2 separate regions of the Mus musculus genome follow, and region 1 is linked to region 2. A link is a contact called in public Hi-C data. All regions are on one chromosome and are shown on one strand. The core of a region is the stretch at or near the end of the contact, and the rest is flanking DNA. Distances in the headings are between cores, read along the strand shown.

Region 1 (3,165 bases), core at 166-2,665, 4.0 Mb before region 2:
GCAGGACGCCATGATGGTGTTTGTGTGTGACACTCTGGGTCTACTGCCCCACTCTTTCCCTCCCACCAATAGTTCCACCACCCACCAGCATGTGATGACCTCCAAGCCTACAAGAATTGGTCTTACATTGGTTCCACCATGACTGGGTCCAAGTGGTAGTCCCAGTGTGCAGGCGCAGTACCAGGCTATGCTTGGTACAAGACTGACTGCCTCCCACACCTTTTCTCAGGAATCTGGCTCTGGAATGAGCTCTGCAATGATCACAGGCTTCTTACCGTGTTTCTTGCCTCCCTTCCATTCTCCTTCATAGCGGAAGAAAGAATTTGGGTATACATATACGCCATAGCCTGTGTTCGGAAAAGAAGATGAACATAGCAATGGTTTGCCATCAACAGACACAGAGATGGGGCAGCTCAGGGTCTGGAGTAGTCTGCAGGTCATTTCTCATCAGTCTCTTGAACATGACAGGATGGTTAATTGCTCAAGATGGGTGCTCCCTCTCCCTTGCTTGGGTTTTGTTACATGGATAGTACTGAGGGAAAGGCAGGCCTGGCCAGAGGAGGGCTAAGACAAAAGCTGATTGTAGGCTCTTTAAGAGGAGGCGGTGAGGGCACGGAAGCAGTCAACAAGCTCCGTGAGGATACAGCAAAGAGCCCACCCTGCCAGGACCGTCACTATCCTCCTGTCCCCACGGGACAAAAATCCACACTCACTCCTAATTACTCCTGGCTGCCTCATCTTTTATCACGCAGCCAGCTCTGAGACATCACACCCAACACCCATCTCTCAGTTCCTGAGATGGATAAGCAACCCCACTGCTTTCTTGCCAGCAAGTCGCAGCCTGGGACGGGAAGACAGTGGCACTAGCATGGACTCTGACCTCATATCGATCCTGTTTCTCCGGTTTTAGAACAACTTTTCATCAGACTGCATTGGGCGAACCTCGTGTGCTCACCCAGCCAGCCTGACCTCAGCTCTACCTGCCCCCCCTGACGCAGGGTCGGCTGGCCGTGAGCCTGCAGCCTGGACCACGCCTGTGGAGCACGCGAACGCGACGGAGCTCCAGCGGGGAGACGCAGCCCGTACCGTTTCGCGGCGGCAGTCTCGGCGAGTGCCGACGCGGCTGGAGCGAAGCCTGGTAGGGATCGCCAGCTGCCTCCATCTTGCCGCCAAAGTTTCCCTAGCAACCATAAAGCTGCCTTCCATTGGCCTCCGGTTGCCATGGGGCGTGGCCAGGAGACCATAACATCCGAAGCAGCGGCGCCGGATCCGGAGCCTGAGGACGTCAATGCGCCTGTGCACCACGGCACGTTTCCGCCAACCCCGTCCTTCCGCCGGGAAGCGCTCCCGCCAACGGCCTCTGCGTCCATACCGGAAGCGGAAATGGTTGGAGCTTGGGCCCCGCCCCGCGGCCATCTTGGCGGCTGGAGGCGCCGCGGGACGGAACGGAAGTGCCTGTGCAGCTTCCCGGATCCGGAGCCGAGCTCTGGCGGCCGCCCTGCCCGCCATCCTCCTTCCGCAGCCGTGAGGGAGACCGCGGCTCGGCTGCACCGGAGCTGCGAGGTGCTGGGGGTGGGCTGGTGGCGCGGACCTGGTCGGGCGGCACACCACCGCCTTCCTCTGGGCTGTCAAGGCCACGGGCGAGCCGGCGGGCGGCGGGCGGGCGGGGCCGGGCAGCGCCTTTGAGCCTGGCGAGGGGTTGCCAGGGGCGGGCCGATCTCCGAGAGGGGTGCGCGAGGGGACTGCTGAGCGCTGCCCGCCGCGGCTCGCGCGCCGCCCCGACCCCCCGGCCCCAGGTCGTGGAGGAAGGTGGCCTGTTGTTGCCTGCACAGATCCAGGCGGCATGTGTTAGGTGTCCTCTTGCTACCCCACTACCGTGTTCAGTTTCGGGGCACACGTGTAGGAATTAAGCCCGAGCGCGAAGACAGTTACTGAATGGATCGAAGGGGTGCTGGTTAAATGGGTCTAGATTATATGGTGACATTAAGGCAGTAAAATGTCCAGCCCTCCAGGCTGTACTTCCAGCGTGGAGCAGATAAGGCTACATTGTCTCCCTTAGCAGGGTATCAGTGCAAGAGGGCTTCATACTTCCACATTGAGAACCCCCAGTGGCTTTTCTTTCTTAGTTCTTAATAACAGATACTATCCAGGAGGTGGTGGTGCACGCCTTTATGTGAGGCAGAGGCTGTGAGTTTGAGGCTAGCCTGGTCTACATGGAGCAACCCTGTTGGGGGCGGGGGGAAGACTTAGAGACTAGTTATACGTCTTGGAACTGCCTGTTTTTTTGATGTGAGTTTTTTTTTTTTTTTTAACCCTCATTAAGGTGCTCAGAAGAGCATCAGTAAACCCATACTCAGCCCCTTAGATCCAGGTTGTGTGTTGGGGAACTGGTTGCGGTGGAGGTAGAACATAGAGAAAGGGCTGGGGATGATCCAAGATGATCATTTCCCACCCCACCCCCAAAGGTGAGAGGGGCCCAGAGAGGGAAGGACTCAGAGGGGCAGGGTCTGGAAGGGTTGACAGGGAACAACTCTTGAGGCATGCAGGTGCAAGAGGCAGCGACCCCCAGATGCTGTGCAGAGCGCTTTCTTCTCTGTGGTGTATTACTAATTTAGGAGTGATGGATTGCAGAAACTAGACAAATGATGGGCTCCAGAACACGGGGGTAATGTTCTGTGTGTGGTACTTGTCCCCCTTAGAACAGTTTTTGTCTTGTTTTTTTTTTTTTTGTGACAGAGCATAGAGCAATTTCAGTAGATATGTGACAAGCACTGTAGGTCGTGAGGCCCATCCTAAAACAAATCAAGGTCCCTCAGGGAGGAGCGTGCATTCCGGTGAGAGGAGATTGAGAGATTACTAGAAAGGGATTGGAAAACAGTTGTTACAGAAAATGCAAACAGTGACGTGACATGGAAACGTGGAAACGGTGGTCATTGTGGACAGCATGGAGGGCCTCTCTGACCTTTAGTCTGAATGGAGAGAAGAGGATTGCAGCTAGAACAGCTGGTATGAGGGCTGCCCTAACCCAGGAACAAGTCTGAAACATTGAGGGCTGGCACTTGGTTCACCACAGGCTGCCGGTAGATCCTCATGAGAACCCTTTGAGGAAGGCACTGAGGTGCTCGCCCCGTTTTCCAGGTCCGAACCCCAGGCATTCCTCAGTGG
Region 2 (3,220 bases), core at 415-2,914:
ATGTTTTGAATTGCCCTTAAAAATATGGAAAATGTTTTCTGAATGCTTTATATTCTTTCTGCTGTAAATTAAAAATGAAGAAAATTTCCCCATATTATCTGTGTTTTGCTTTAACCTGATCTGAAATCCAAGGTGTTGACAGTGAGGTCATAGTTAGAACTGGAAGTATTATTTTACTTTCCACATGCAGTGTTCTCCCACCCAGCCTTTCACTTAGAGCCACTTTCCCAAAGCACTTCCTTTCTACCTACCTTGCCTGGTTCCTTAACACATCGATTTATTTTAAATGCAGTTACTTGGAAGATAAGGATCTCAATTTTAAATTAACCTTTCTCATGTAGCTCAGAGTACCCATGAATTCCCAACGCTTAAGCTTAAGGGTGACATTGAACCTCTTAACCTTTTACCTAAAAGCTTTCGTTGCGATTATGGGTGTGCTAACAGCCTGGGTCTACGTGGTTCTGGGGATCAAACCCAGGGCTGCATATTAGACAAGCACTCTGCCAACTAAGTACACTCTTTAGCTCTACTAGGTAGTTGGCTGGGTTGTGTGTGTGTGGTTTTTGTGTGTGTTTTTTTTTTTTTTAAGACCCTTTCCAGCTTACCTCACAAGGCCTCCCTGCTAGGTATTCTTCGTCACTGTTCCAGTCCTCTTGGCTGTAGAGTTCTGTTATCTCTCTGGTAGGACTTCACTTCTGATCTACCTCAGAACTAGTGCCAGTTTCACACTCTGAACCTCCCACCAGGAGCCCACTGCATTTTCTGTTCACTGTTTAAGCCCGGCCCCACACTCTCCATTTCCTCCTATCCAGAATGGTTTTTATAACTACTACTCAACCTAGTACCCACTGGTGTGGCGCTCTTTAATTGCAACACACACCTTTGGGAGTTACCATGCTGAAGTGGAAAAATACCTTAGTGTATTTCATTGAGTGAATCCACCAACGGAGTTTATTTAGTCTGTTTTAGACCTTGTTGGGATTCTTTTCCACATAACTACTCACCCCCGTTGAACAAAAATTGAGTGTCGTCTCCGCAAGGGCCAGGGAATTACAGAAATGAAGAACCTTACAGTTCTCTAAGCCAAGGCTCCCTTTAGGGATTTAATATCCGTGCAATGGCAAATATTTGTCATGTGAGAACCTGAGAGGAGACTTCTCCCAAATCCTGTGGCCAAGACTCCACATGGACTTCCTACTGCCTCTTTCTCAGAAAAGAACTTTGTCTCCTCAGGACCACTAGATTATTCTGGAACGTTAGGCACGTCCGCTGTTTCTAACATGAGAGACAAGGTATGCGGGCTCACAGTAATGTAAAACGTACCCATTCTCACTCTAAACTGCCTTTCCAGGGCTAGAGACAGGGCAGCAGAGACACTGCAGGGAGCTGCTGTGATTCCTTGGCGGCGAAGAGCCCAGCCCAAAGGCGCAGGCGCCGCGCTCTAGCCCCGCCCACTTGTCCACCGAGAACGCCCGCCCACTCGTCAGCGCCGGCGCTACTTCAGCGCAAGCTCTGGCCCCTCCCACTCCGCTCTGCTCCGAGGTGACAGCCCGCGCTGCGCCCGGCTCGATTCCTATCCCGCCCATTTCCGGCGCGCCCCTGGCGACTAAGAGCGCGTCGCGGGTTCCGGTCCGGCCACCGCTCGTGACGTCACCACGGCCCCGCCCATCTCCTCAGCCTCGGTTGCCTGCAGCGCGAGTCCGTCGACCCTCGGCCATTCGCCGCCGCCACCGCCGCCAAAATGTGAGTGACGCGCTGCGCTGAGAGGCGAGGCGGGCTCCGGGGATGGTGGCCCACTCCTGCGACCCGCTTCAGGCGCGGTGGCCGCTGCTTGACACTCGGACTCGAGTGGAGGCCTCGCAGGCCTACGCGCGGAGTCCCGGGGCCTGAGGTGGGCAGCGGCCCCGCGGTGCACCCTGTCCCCGGACGCTGCGGGACGAGTCGTGGCGCCGCGACGTCCCCGAGTGCCCCGCGGACGGCGGGCAGACGCGGAAGGACGGGGGTGGGGACACCGCCTGACCGAGGAAGCGGCCGCCACACCCCGCGGCTCCTTCCTCGCGAGGGGCGGGAGCGAGCGTGAACGCTCACTCTGTGCGCGGGGTGCGCCCGGCAGGAGCGGGAGACCTGAGGTGGCCGGGAGCCCGTCGTAGGCCAGCGTTTGGCGCTCCCGACGCATCTGGGCAATGGGTTTCTCTTCCGTTTTAAGCCAGCACACTCTGGTTTTAAAATTGGTTTCTAATTGCAACCTTCAGCCAGAATTGTTGTCACCACTTAAGATGTACCTGGTCAGACTGCTGAGCAAATGGCAGTGTCCGGTCCACACTCAAGAGGATTAAATTGGTTCAGTTCAGCCAGCCGCATGTTCAGCCTAAGTTTTAATAAGATGGGAAGGATCGTAGTATCCTCTTTAGTGATATTAGACTTTAAAGAGAGAAAAAATAAATAACATGGATAGTGCTTCCAGAGCACGGTCCTTACCTGTTTAATTTTCGGACCCTGAGTTATGTGAGACAGCCATCAGTGATGTGTCCTTGGTGGTAGACACAGTGCAAACTTTAAAAAGTGCTGTGAGTCAACCCTAGAGTGACAGTTGTGTAGGAAGGCAAAAATTGGAAGCTGTTTTAGATACAAGAGTTTAATGGAGGCAATAAGGACTTAAAAACCAGAGTACTTGTGAAAAGTGGGGATGAGTGAAAATCCAGACTCACTGAACCTATGAGAGATGAATGACTTTCCAACAGAGACAGTTGCTTCAGCCTCCTTCCCGTTCATACAGACCCCCTCCATGCACTTTGAACCTATTTCTTCATATTGTCTGTTCTGTGATTGTTCCTAATTATCAGCCACAACAAAAAGATCAGGAGTCTACTTTAAACATCTGTGTGTCTTAAAGCAAGTTTAAAAAAAAAAAAAACCCACACTTTATTGACATAGAACAGATCTTGTTAAATATTTGTTTCAGACTTTTATCACTATCAAGTGATACAGTCTTAAGAATTATTGAGGGGTTATAAAAACATATTAGTGCCTTTATTTTTTACCTTGGGACTTTTAAGAAATAACTGCAGTGTAAGGAGTTAAGACTGCGTCCCACCATAACAGTTTATACACACAAACAGGCCATGGTATACTTGAGAGCAAAGGACACTTGAGAGCAGAGAACAACCTCACATGTCAGTCCTGGCTTTCCACCTTATTGGAGACACTATCTCTTGTTCAG

What was found. Hi-C and Micro-C count contacts between places; a contact is called where the count stands out from the background.
Region 1: a contact with region 2 is called in a Hi-C map of B cells, with 5 read pairs. The contact joins the promoter of Rer1 here to the promoter of Vamp3 in region 2.

What each region holds. Positions count from the first base shown.
Region 1 is chr4:155,084,603-155,087,767 of GRCm38.p6, reverse strand. It overlaps Rer1 (retention in endoplasmic reticulum sorting receptor 1), which reads left to right and starts at 1,415. Exons shown (of 7, transcript NM_026395.2): 1 at 1,415-1,563. It overlaps Morn1 (MORN repeat containing 1), which reads right to left and starts at 1,191. Exons shown (of 14, transcript NM_001081100.1): 1 at 1,087-1,191; 2 at 276-347. The coding sequence starts at 1,162.
Region 2 is chr4:151,056,397-151,059,616 of GRCm38.p6, reverse strand. Vamp3 (vesicle-associated membrane protein 3) reads left to right here and starts at 1,664. Exons shown (of 5, transcript NM_009498.4): 1 at 1,664-1,743. The coding sequence starts at 1,742. Gm38529 reads right to left here. Exons shown (of 2, transcript XM_017320565.2): 2 at 561-3,220. The coding sequence starts at 2,176. The coding sequence ends at 1,607. Camta1 (calmodulin binding transcription activator 1) reads left to right here. Exons shown (of 24, transcript NM_001081557.3): 24 at 1-94.